2 separate regions of the Gossypium hirsutum genome follow, and region 1 is linked to region 2. The links are chromatin contacts, called in public Hi-C maps. All regions are on one chromosome and are shown on one strand. Each heading gives the region's core, a stretch centred on a gene start, on an enhancer-like site or on the middle of the called end of the contact. The rest is flanking DNA. Distances are from core to core; before and after follow the strand shown. Region 1 has its middle 3.3 kb from the start of LOC121216660. Region 2 has its middle 28 kb from the start of LOC107955147.

What was found. A called contact is a pair of places that touch in the nucleus more often than the background predicts.
Region 1: a Hi-C map of leaf shows a contact between it and region 2, with 4 times the contacts expected there. The contact joins two enhancer-like sites. A contact is called at or near these places in 12 of 34 Hi-C or Micro-C datasets (anther, callus, hypocotyl and 2 more).

Annotation. Positions count from the first base shown.
Region 1 is chrD04:12,588,678-12,594,861 of Gossypium_hirsutum_v2.1, forward strand. No RefSeq gene overlaps it. Among protein-coding and RNA genes, the nearest start is that of LOC121216660, 3.3 kb to the right of the region's middle. Within about 2 kb of position 3,069, at least 3 of the 9 cell types and tissues checked have an H3K27ac peak or open chromatin away from gene starts, as enhancers often do. A contact at or near this core is called in leaf, where this site is marked.
Region 2 is chrD04:12,412,702-12,418,399 of Gossypium_hirsutum_v2.1, forward strand. No RefSeq gene overlaps it. Among protein-coding and RNA genes, the nearest start is that of LOC107955147, 28 kb to the left of the region's middle. Within about 2 kb of position 1,755, at least 2 of the 9 cell types and tissues checked have an H3K27ac peak or open chromatin away from gene starts, as enhancers often do. A contact at or near this core is called in leaf, where this site is marked.

The sequences.
Region 1 (6,184 bases), core at 1,819-4,318, 180 kb after region 2:
AATAAATCTAAAAATAAACATAAAGTAGAACAATTACAATAAAATTTGTTATTAAACACCCTGGACTTGAATGAATTTGTAAGTAAAAAGGTCTTAAAATGACTATATATTTTGGAGTTATCACGCCCCAAACTTAATTTATTACTCGTTCCAAGTAATGGCCTTAGGAAAATGCTAAAACATATAAATTCAGCACACTTAAATTAATTCTCCATTTTTGGCCACGCTTTAGAAAACTTATGCTCAAAAATAAAAATTGCAAATATATAACTTAAATACATATATCATCCAATTTCTCTTAAGTATTAAAATGCTAACTGAAATCATGAATTGAATGTCTTCTCCTCATGATTGTGCACTAAGTTCTTTCCAATCAATTTTTTGTTTCCCTTGATTAAGCTAAGTAACAATCCTAAGGATTAAATCATGTCTTCATATGTTAAACTTAGTAATTCCTCTCCACTAATGTAGCAGGCTTAAAAATTTAAATCAATAAGTCTTTAGTAAGGTTGTAATGGGGCTTGGTTCAAGGTATGGAAAGAGAGTTATTTTTAGGCTAGACAACCTCAAACTCAACTTATTCGAGCCTCTAGAAAACAATTTTCCCCCTAAAGTACCCAATTCTTCCCTTTTCTTTCACTTTTGGAATTATTTGCTCACTAGTACCCTTTTCTTCACATAACTAGATTTTTTTTAACATATGATACTATATCGAGCATAAAAACACTCCAAACATTAAAGTAAGCACCCAATACCTCTTTCTAACTCCCCCAAACATAAAACCAAAAAAGTACTGAAACAAGTTGACTCTAAGGTTTGGTGAGAAGATAAAAGATAAGTAATTTTAAATAAGCTATAGTTCATTAATGCAAGGTTGTAAAAGAAATAGGTCAATCAATAAAACTGGGTTTCAAGGGATAATTTTAATAAGGTAGGCTTGAAAGACTCAAACGATTCAAACAAAAAAAATTCTAAATCATTTTTAAATTGTTATGCCTCTTACAATTCCACATTAAGGAAATTTCTAAGGCAATTCTAAAGACTTAATCCTTCATGCATGTTTAATTTTTCTAGGGAATTAAAACAAATTAATTGTTGACCTTATGCACAATTACTAGGATCTGCAATTTTATCATAATTTAGTTAACATAAAAATATTTAAAATAAAAGGATGACATGCATACTAGAGTTAACATATTATGCAAAAATTACATTTTGAGCAAAAAATCGCTTAAACACACCTTTACCGAAGAATCAATTTTCGAAAAGTATCAAAATATAAGTTCTCGAAAAAATATCGAAAAAATTAAACTATCAAAGAAATTATAGCATGGTCCCCCTACTAAAGAGAAGCAATGTCTTTAGTGCCTAAAAGTATATAGCAAAAGGGACAAAATCAAATAAATGAATGTGAGCTATGCACCAGGTAGGCTCCCAGTAAAGGGAGGTAAGTCTCATTCGACTGCTTAAATACCCAGTCTTTCCTTGCCAGAGCTTATCCTAGACATGCACATTTACATTACAATACTTCACATTTTTTAAAAGAATAATTTGCAAATTAACTCAATTTTATTCATAATTGCAACTTAAAAAAATTATTACACAGAAAAACTTAAAGAAATAGAACAAAAAGAACAAAAATCCCCCCAATTATTTGTTGACACTGTCAAACTCTGTCCCTTCATCCATGTTATCAACTAATATGAATTTGATTACGAGTTTAGAATTTGATCCATGATTTGATATGCCCATTCGTCTAAATAGATACTTTCTCAGAAAAAAGGGAAGTTAAGCTTAGAACTTGAAATGTATTTAGGTATTGGAATGGAAGAACGGAATGAATAAAAATTGATAAAACGAAACTTGATCCAGAAATGAACCAGCATTATGAAACAGTGTGACCTGATTTCTACAAAGCAAAGTTAAGTCTTAACAAGTTGGTTGTTTTAAGAAAGATCGTAGCCCATTATCTATATTGAGATAGGAACCAACGATATAGGATGATCGTCACACTTCAGAAAGAGTTGAGAAGGGAAGTGATAGGATCTATTAATGAACAGCGCATGAAGGTAAGTTCATGATAAGTTTGGTTTTATTCCTGAAAAGAAGAAAGTATAAAATCAGTTTAAGTTTCAAAGTTGATTGATTGGTTCATTCACTCTTACAAAGTGACCTAGGTCGAATATTTATAGGCCTTGAAAAATGCCTCTTCAAAACCGGCCATACGTGTATCCCTTAGGTACAAAGTATTTTCACATTACATGAACCCACATTTAATGTTTGGAAATTCATCATTCATTCCCCCTTGTGTCGTCCATGCATCTTTAGCCCTTAAGCAATGTTTGTTCATCTTTAAGCATTTAATTAGCAGGAATAATTCATGCACATGCATCCAAATTGAATGGTCCCTTCATGCACTCCTTAATGGCCGAATATCCATGCATGGAAATGGGAGATGGATTGACTCTTAAGCTACTGGTTCATGAACAATTCCTCTCATACATTCATCTCCACTTGACCATTAAAATGCCTTCATGAATCAGCCTTTAAGTGACCGAAAATTCCATACATCTTCATGTAGTTGAATGGCCCTTGGATCATCACTTGAATGGTTACATTTGTTCCCCAAACTGGCCACCCATCGGTGTTCCATTAGAGCACAATAAACAACATTTACGACACTTTAAATATGATAATAAAGTTGTAATAAATTTGGGCAAATTTAATAGCTAAATTAAAAAATATTTAAAATGCAATTAAAGTGAATAAATAAACTAACAACTAATTTAACTAAAAACCACCAAAATTAAAGTTTAGCAATCATGAGCTGAGGGAAATTAAATAAATGAAAAACTAGTTGTGGGAAAGCAACCAAACAATCTTCTTAGACTTAATTCATCACGTGCAACAAGTTGCACCAACCTGGATCCTTAACTGGAGCCAAATAGTTGCTGAACGGATTGGGTTCAGCCAATAGATGTTGAATTAGGCCTATGAATGACTCCTTCATTTTCTTGGCCTTAGCTCGCGTAATGGGACCCAAAGGAATTTTAAGGGCATCACGAACCATTCTTTCTTCTGACAATTCTTCTAGATTCGACCCAAATGTTGTGGGATTAGGCTTCTTGAGATTGGGCCTATAAGTTGTATACGAGATCACGTCATCAACATCCTACCTAGATGTAGCAAAATCCTCAGGTTCGATTCTGCGAGTCGGGTTCCAAGGTTAGAAGATGAAATATTTTCCTTTTGAGTCAGAAATTCTCTCTGACAGTAACGAGTACCTTGCCTCAAAAGCGACCATTTAGTTCCAAGAACTGTGACTACTTTCAAAACATCTTGAATTCTTTTCGCATTAACATCTTCACATAGGGTCAAGAAATCATCGTTCTCAATATCAGGCAAATCAAACAAGCCATTGATGACTAATGTTGTTAGAAACAATTCCCTTTCTCCCATCTGCAATATTGTTACTGTAGACAGATTAAAATGAGAATAAAATTCTTGAACAATACCTTAATCCGAAAGATTTCAGACATCAAAAACTACTTTCCATCCCCGTTCATTAACGACTTCCTGAATGAATACCGGCGCATCGGCATCGCTATTACTAGTAAGCTGGAAACCCTTATCCAGGAGCATCGATTTTTTCTTAAAGATCGTAATATATCGTGCTCTTGCAATCAGAGTTCAGAACAAGGGTTTTAATCAGTCTGAATATTCACTCTTTTCCATTTTCGAGACATAATACTCTTGTTTATGTGCAGGGAGATCTGGTCGCTTAGGGTGGTAGTCGTTTATTTCTGATACAAAGAGCTGCTACTACTGGCTATGCGACTAGGTGGTGGCAAGGGAGTGGAGCGGATGGATGCTGCAATTGGTTTTATGGTGCTTGTGGATGGTGGAAAAAGAGTTGTTGTTCGGTGATGGTGTCACAATATGGTGGTGTGCAACGGTGACGGGGTAAGGGAGAAAGGTGCGGCAATTTGGCTGTCATGGGTGGTGTAGCAGGCTGCTGATGAAGGTGACAATTGATCGTGGAGGGAAAGGCGAGGGCGTGGGATGGGGAAGGCTAGGCGGTGACGCTTGAAGGTGGAGAGAATGAGACAGGATCGACGGTAAGTTGGAATGGAAAAGTCAAGGCCGCGACGGTTGGGAAGAGAACCAAGGGAAACAAAAAAAGAAAAGAAACACAATAATAAAAAGTAAAATCATAATTTTACCTAATTCAAAAATTAAGCTAATAAGGGATTTCTTTATTATTATTCTTTATTTACATATTTATATATATTAGGTACATAATAACTAATTTTATTTATTTACGGACTACTCAATTTTTTTTTAAATTAGCAGCCTTCCAGCATAAAAATCATTACGGATCAATTAAAGTGAGTTAAATAATTTTTTCCGCTCAAATTCACCGGTTCGACAATGTTTCAACCATTGCCCACTTACCTTAATCTTACCTTCATAAGGAAAGGCTTGACTGACAGTGGAATTCTCAGGTCATCGAAGTTTAAGTTTTACCTAGATCAAATACCCAAGATCGGGTCAACCTTCACTAACCCTCGATAGTCAAAATTATTCTAGCAGTGGTAAATGATCCTAACTACCGGGACTTCAGTTTCCCTGGATCAAATACTCTATTTTGGAACCGTCTTTTCTGACCTTTATTAGACTCTTCATCAGCTTTTGAAAATCTTCCATGTGTATACCAATAACAACTGTTACCTTGAGAATCTGTAATATGACATTCGGTATCCTTTTTGTGCCTTTTCAATTTGATAGGTAACTCTACTTCCTGACCGTCTTGTACTCGCATTGTGAGTTCCCCTTTCTAAACATCTATCAATGTTTTTCTAGTTGCCAAAAATGGCCTTCCCAAAATGGTAGGGACTTTTTTATTTGCTTCAAAATCTAAAATAAGGAAGTCAGCGGGAAAAATAAATTTGTCAACATGTACCAGAACATCTTCAATCTTTCCCTCCAGATGTGTTATCGACTTGTCTGCCAATTGAAGTGTGATAGTTATCAGTCTAACCTCACCAATCCCTCATTACTTAAACACAGACATGGGTATCAAGTTTATACTTTCTCCCACATCGCATAAAGCCAATTCGCAGTACGAGTCTCTGATGTAGCATGGTATAGAAAAACTCCCCATATCCTTCATCTTTTACAACAGTTTCTCTTGTAGAAATGCGTTGAATTCTTTTGTCAAGGTGACTCTCAAATTCCCTCAGCCTCCTCTTTTTAGAGAGGATGTCCTTTATGAATTTGGCATAGTTTGACATTTGCTCCAAAGCTTCCATAAGAGCGATGTTGACATGTAACTGTTTGAGCACACCTAAGAATTTCTTAAACTGTGTCTCTTGTTGTTACTTCTGGAATCCCTGTGGATAAGGAGTTGGTAGAGTTTTAACCTTTATCAGATAGTTTTTTGGAGGTGTAGATGTTTTTGTGTTTGTTGCGGGGATTGAACCCTTAGGACTATTCTATTGTGCTTGTGTTTCGGTAGGGGTCACAAGATCAAGCTTTTGCACTATGGGAATTTCGACATCTAGTTGACTTTCCTCCCAATTTTTAGCTACAACAAGCTTGTTTTCAATTTCAATAGCCCTAGGTTCCAACACTTTTTCGTTCCTCAAGGTGACAAATTTACACAGTTCTTTTACAGTGTCACTTGGCAAAGCACCTTGGGGTCTACTTTTGAGCTTGTTGCTTAGTTGTTCCACATGGTTCTCCAAATTATTCAATGTTGTTGTTTGGCTTTGAATCATGGCATCACTTTTTGCCATGTATACCTTCAGCAAATCTTCAAGGCTGTTCGAAGGTTTAGTGGGTAGAGGTTCCTGAACTTGTTGCGAAAACCCTTCGGTTGGTTTAGTCGGGATTACATATAAAAGTTTCTAGGACCAGGCTTTTAATTACACCATGAGAAATTTGAATGATTTTACCATGAAAAATTGTAATAATTTGATTGTGGCCCTAGCCCATGGAGTAGATGGATTTTAGGTTTGATGGGTAGTTTTCAAACATGTGACCATCTCCATAATAAACATAGGAGATATTTTCAAACTAGCTTGGCAGTTGACCAGGCATGTAAGCATTAAAATCGTTAGGGGTAAAGTTCTTAAGCATAGAAGTCATAGAAGATACTTGGGCTGCCAAAGACGTAAGTGTA
Region 2 (5,698 bases), core at 505-3,004:
AACAACTGTCTCATGCTTAACCTATCAGTTTCTTCATGAACTATACATGCACGACTCATTTAGCGTTCACAATCTGGCCATTTTCTATAGAAACATCACAATTAATACCTTACATGTGAAAGTTAACTTAGGGATTCACCTGTCAAGAATGTATAGTAGGTTGAGCTCTAGATCCAAGATCCTTTTAGGAGTTACAGTAACCACTGCCTCTTAAAACAAAAGAACACCATAAAAATTCATTCGGATAACTTTTCCATCATCTTAAATACAAATAACCTATAAACAAAGCCTTACTTTTTTAGGCATTCATGTAGATCTACTTTTCAGAGTCATAAAACTCACCTCGACATGGACAAATTTATAGAAGAATCTAGAGGTTAGGATCTAGCTTAAAGAAAAATGCTTCTCCTTTCCTCCAGCCATAGGTTTTAATATTTCTAAAAGAGAAGAGAACTCCCTTTATTTCAACTTGAAGACCTATTAAAATAGTCCAAAGTCTTTATTGGAACTTGATAAATGTCACATCACCACTGACTTATCTTATCAAGGGTCTACAAATTCTGAGGAAACTAATTCTGTACTTTCCCTTTCTCTTTTAAATATCATGGTTCTCGTTCGGTTAGTTCCTAACCAACTTACGTTATAACTTAAATTGTACAGTATCATGGGGAAAATGGTATACTACTTCTAACGTGGGCTTATACCTTCAGTATCTATTTACCTGACCACATTATTCTTCTATCAATTCACAATTATCTAGCGTGGAACTCTTAACATCTTGAACATACAATTGTGTCTGCCCCCATAATGCTTCAAAAAGAGCACTTGGGCAGTTACAAATTCGCCAATTGTACTTTTCAAAGGCTACGCAGGACTTTGTGCCAGCAAGAACTGAGGCGTTATAGGCTTGCTCAAAGAATTCTTATACTTATTCAACTTCTTATACTTTACACACACTCAAAACTTACTATTTATGCCTTCCTTCCATAAACATCGTTTGAACACTAGGGTTTCATCGGGTAGGATGCTGCATAATAAGCTAGCGGACATATATAATTAGGGCTCAAATAATTTATAATTAAATTTTAATTTTTCACCTATTAATTATAAACTTACTTAGTAATAAATTCATTCCATTATAATATCGTGATTGAGCTCTCCCCAGTTACATACCATTACAAAAGCTACTCAATAAGTGCTCATCCAATGACCTTGTCATAAGTGTGTTACCCTCATAAGATATCATTAATCTCTTTGGGATAAATTCATTCTCCCAATATGATCCTATTTTATCTCATAGTAGCCATTTATAGTTTACCCAAAAGTAGTTGTAATCATTTAAATTTGTCACAAGTACTTACAATTGTAATTTTATAAATATTATCACAAAAAATAAATAATTGTACCAACTTAACAATAATTACAAATGCAATAGTCTTAATTAGTATAGAGTGATAATTAAAAATTTTGTTAAACACTCATTTGACACGAATTCAAACCATGTTATCCTTATCTCCATCCGTATAATATATAAAAGAAAACATGTTAGGCCTTTAAATTTAAATCTTGTAAATTATAAAGACTAAATTTATAACTTTACTGACTATTTCCTTTTCAACCACAACTGCGTTTTTCTTGTAGTTAAAACCCAGGTGATAGCATGGGCTAGCTAATAGCAACCAACCATTCTTGTGGGTAGTTAGGCCTGGACCAATCCATGGTTTAGAATGGCTTCAACCACTGCTAAATGGTTTCTGGAAACATTGAGTGGTAGCCTAGGAGGGTACATATGGTTTAATGGGCTCCTCAAGACAAGCCTTAGCTCATCCAGCTTGGTAGCTTTTTGGACTCACAAATCACAAGTCCCGCCTTTAACTTGGAATGCTACACCAACACAATAAATACAAATAAATTTAGAAAAAAAAAGAAAGATAATACAAATATGAAAGAAATTATATGAAAACCATAAATTTTATATAAAGAAAATATCTTTTTTGAAAATTTATATAAATATAACATTTTAAACATGATTATAATATACAAATTAATATGCACCATGTTCTATATTATTATAATTTGAGAGTACAAGTGAAAGGGGTCATAATTAAGGACGGAACCAAGATAAAATATCAAGGAGTGGCCAAGCATAGTAGTTTGTACTATTTTAATACTAAATAATTTAAGTTTTATTCTGATAAAAAATTTTGATTTGATTAATACAACTTGTATTGATGCGTATCAATTCGTACTATTTGATATAGGATTTTAATATTTTATTTTTAAATATTTTTAAATATTTTATAAGTTTGGATAAAAAAGAATTATAAATAACCCTAAAATATATGTAAAAATTAAATAATATCCCTATGAATTAATTGAACAGCACACAATCTTATGAGAATCACCAACCACACTACTGATTTTCACAATCACAAACAAAAGAAAGAAGAGTAATTTTAAAATATACAAAAAATTGTTGAGGTATACCTTTTTGTGAAGAAAAGTTCCAAATCTCTTGAACCAATCTTTAGAAATTGCTAAATATATTGCTTTAATATCATGAAAAATTAATTTCTTTTTAGAAACATATTTGAAATAATTTAAAAATAAGAAAAAAAAAACTCTAAACTTACAAACCCAAAAGAAAAAAAAACTCACAAACTTACGGTATGAAAATTTAACAACAAAATGGTGTGATGTGAATAGTGAATTAGTGGTTTGTTAAAAGATAGCTAAAAAATTATTGAACACAATTCAATCATCAGATTTCATGTTTCATTCATGTAGATCACATATGTTAAGTTTGGAGTAAATTAAATATTTAATTATTTGTTTTATGTAAAAATTTTGAAACTTTGAATATATATTAATATAAACATTATTTTAGATCGATATGATAAAGATATCAGATTGATTCAAATATTTACAAGTATGACAAATACAATTATATTGATAAATTCAATAATTGGATTGTTAAAATATTAGTTATAATAAAAGTTACAAAGTGCATCCCTCCCTTTTATATATATATATCCGTGAATAAGCACTTGCTCTTAACAATTAAGTAAAAGACACTTACCCCTATCAAGTTTAATGTAAAATTATCCCTATAGTTTCAAGAATATCTACTTATCTCTCTCAAGTTTGAAAAAAAATCCCACAAACCCCTTTAAAATCTATTTACTAAGCAAACCTTAAATAAAAAAAGACAATTATCTCTTTTTATTATTCATCAATTCATTTTCTATTTGATTTATTCATTTCTCTTTTAATTAAAAAATAACGAAATTTTAATTACATATGAAATCCTACAAAATGAAATATATTTGACTTCTTTCATTAAAAAATTATATTCAACTTCAACTAAAAGTAAATATTTTAAATTTATATTTAATTTAATTATATATTAATCTTGATACATTCATTAAATTATTTTATGTAAAATTAATTAGTTACCATTATTAAAAAAAATTTCATGGAAATTTTATTAAAATATAAAAGTAAAAAATTATCTCAAGATTAATATTATAATTAAATAATTAACATGTATTTGTATAGAAAAATCATTAAATAAGAAACAAACCGTAAAAGAGATGACAATAAAATAAAATAAAATTATAACTTTTATCTCAAGTGATAGTCTAGTTACCTATAAGTGTCTTATAGCATATTGGGCACATATTTATATCCCACCAAGAGTAAATGTTGAGATTTCTTTAGTGGGTGACCATGTATATCCGCGTGGTTCATTTTATTAAGCACCCAACAAAGCGTCCTCACACTATGAACCTTCTACCTCTTTAGGCACCTATGCTTTCATTAGAGTCAAAAGAAAAAAAAAACCCACCAAAGATATTATCAACAAGTTGAAGGGTTCATTGGCTCCCGATGGACAAAACTTTGCAGACTTCTGACAATGGAATCAACTTCCCTCAACAAGGCCTTAGCTTAATTGGATGGTTAAGGTCTTGGGAACTTTAAGATCCCAAGTTCAAGTCCCACTCTTTGTAAACCATGTGTGGGTTCTTAACCTATATTTATTATGGTTTATGTTTTACTATACGTGGATTTTGTATAGATTATGTTGGTAGTTTTGATATATTCTGATTATTAGTTTGATTGTGCTTTTTATTGATTAATATGATTATTTGAATGTATTCTTTGTAATTGTTATTGTGGCTATAAATATAACTTCAAAAAAAAAAAACTTGCATATATATTAATTGAACAATGCATTATTTTAACATTTGATTATATTAGAATATAGTACAAATAATAATTAAAATGATTTCATAATTAATTAAATATTTATTATTTTTAATTAAAAGTATTAAACATAAAAAATTCAAAATAACAAAAAATAGAATAATAAATAACTAATAAAGGGTAGAGTTATCCTTTAATTTAAAATTCATTTAATAAGAGGAGGCTAGTGGATTTTTCATCCAATCTTAGGAGATAGGTGAGTATTTTAAAAATCACAAGGTAAAATTTAATCATAGAGAGGTTTCGAATGCTTTTCTCTTAACAATTTGCTATTTTTTGTTTCATTCAAACTAGAAATTCTATCACATGTGTATACATGTGAAAACCACGTATTTAGAATATAAGTACAAGTTTAAAAATAATATAAAATAAACAATAAAATGTAAGGTTTGAAATTCATAAAAAAATACAATATGTATGAAATTGAAATAAAAATAGTTTAAAGTGTCAAAAAAGAAGAAGGAAATTTAAATAGGTAATACATCATATTAAGACTATTAATTAAACCCCAACTGTTTATCACAGTATTGTCATTTTTCTTGAGTTGGTATTAAGTTAATTTATATCATCAACTCAATTAACAACATTATCAATACTAGTAATTCTATCACAAGCGTAAATTGTGAAAATCAAGTATTTAGAACATGTGTGTGTTTTTAAAAATAATATCTAATAAAAAATAAAATGTATTGTTTGAAACTAATAATAATAACATATATTCAATAGGTATGAAAATAGAAAAAAATAAATTAGTTTAAATTGTGAGTAGAATTAAATTTAAACAAGTCAATACATGTGATTAAGAATACTAAATGCACTATAATTGCTTTTGAACTCGTGTTGTTGATTTTCTATAGCACTTAAATGTTATTCTTAAGTAACATTATTGAACATATTATCAAAATGTCAAAATGTTATAATGTTGGTGAAAGAAAAATTCAACATTAAAAATATAGTTATAAAAGATTTAGTTAACAATTGAATCATAGGTAGGGTAGTAACTTAAATTAAAAAAAAACTCTCATCAAACTTGAGTTGATATCGAGTTGAGTTAGGACACTAATTTAATCAACAATATTATTAATAAGAAATTTGTAAACTCACCATGTGAGTGAAAAGTAATAAAAATATTAAAATAATAAAATTTATTTAAAATAGGAAAGAAAAGGAATTATTTAGTGGTTAAAATAGTGATTAAAATATGGATTTTTTAATTAAGATATAATGTTTTAGTTTGTTATTCTTGCACGTCTCTATTCTGCTTCTCTAGCACATTTGTGGTTTTTGATTGGCGGTGTAGGGGTGGGTGTGAATTATTTTGGCTTTTTGATTTTTGGTCTTGGGTTTAGTAGGGGTTTGCTATGGAAGCGATCTGGCAGGGTTCACGCTAGATGATGGAGAGGATGAGGTTTTGTTGTTACCCAATGAATCT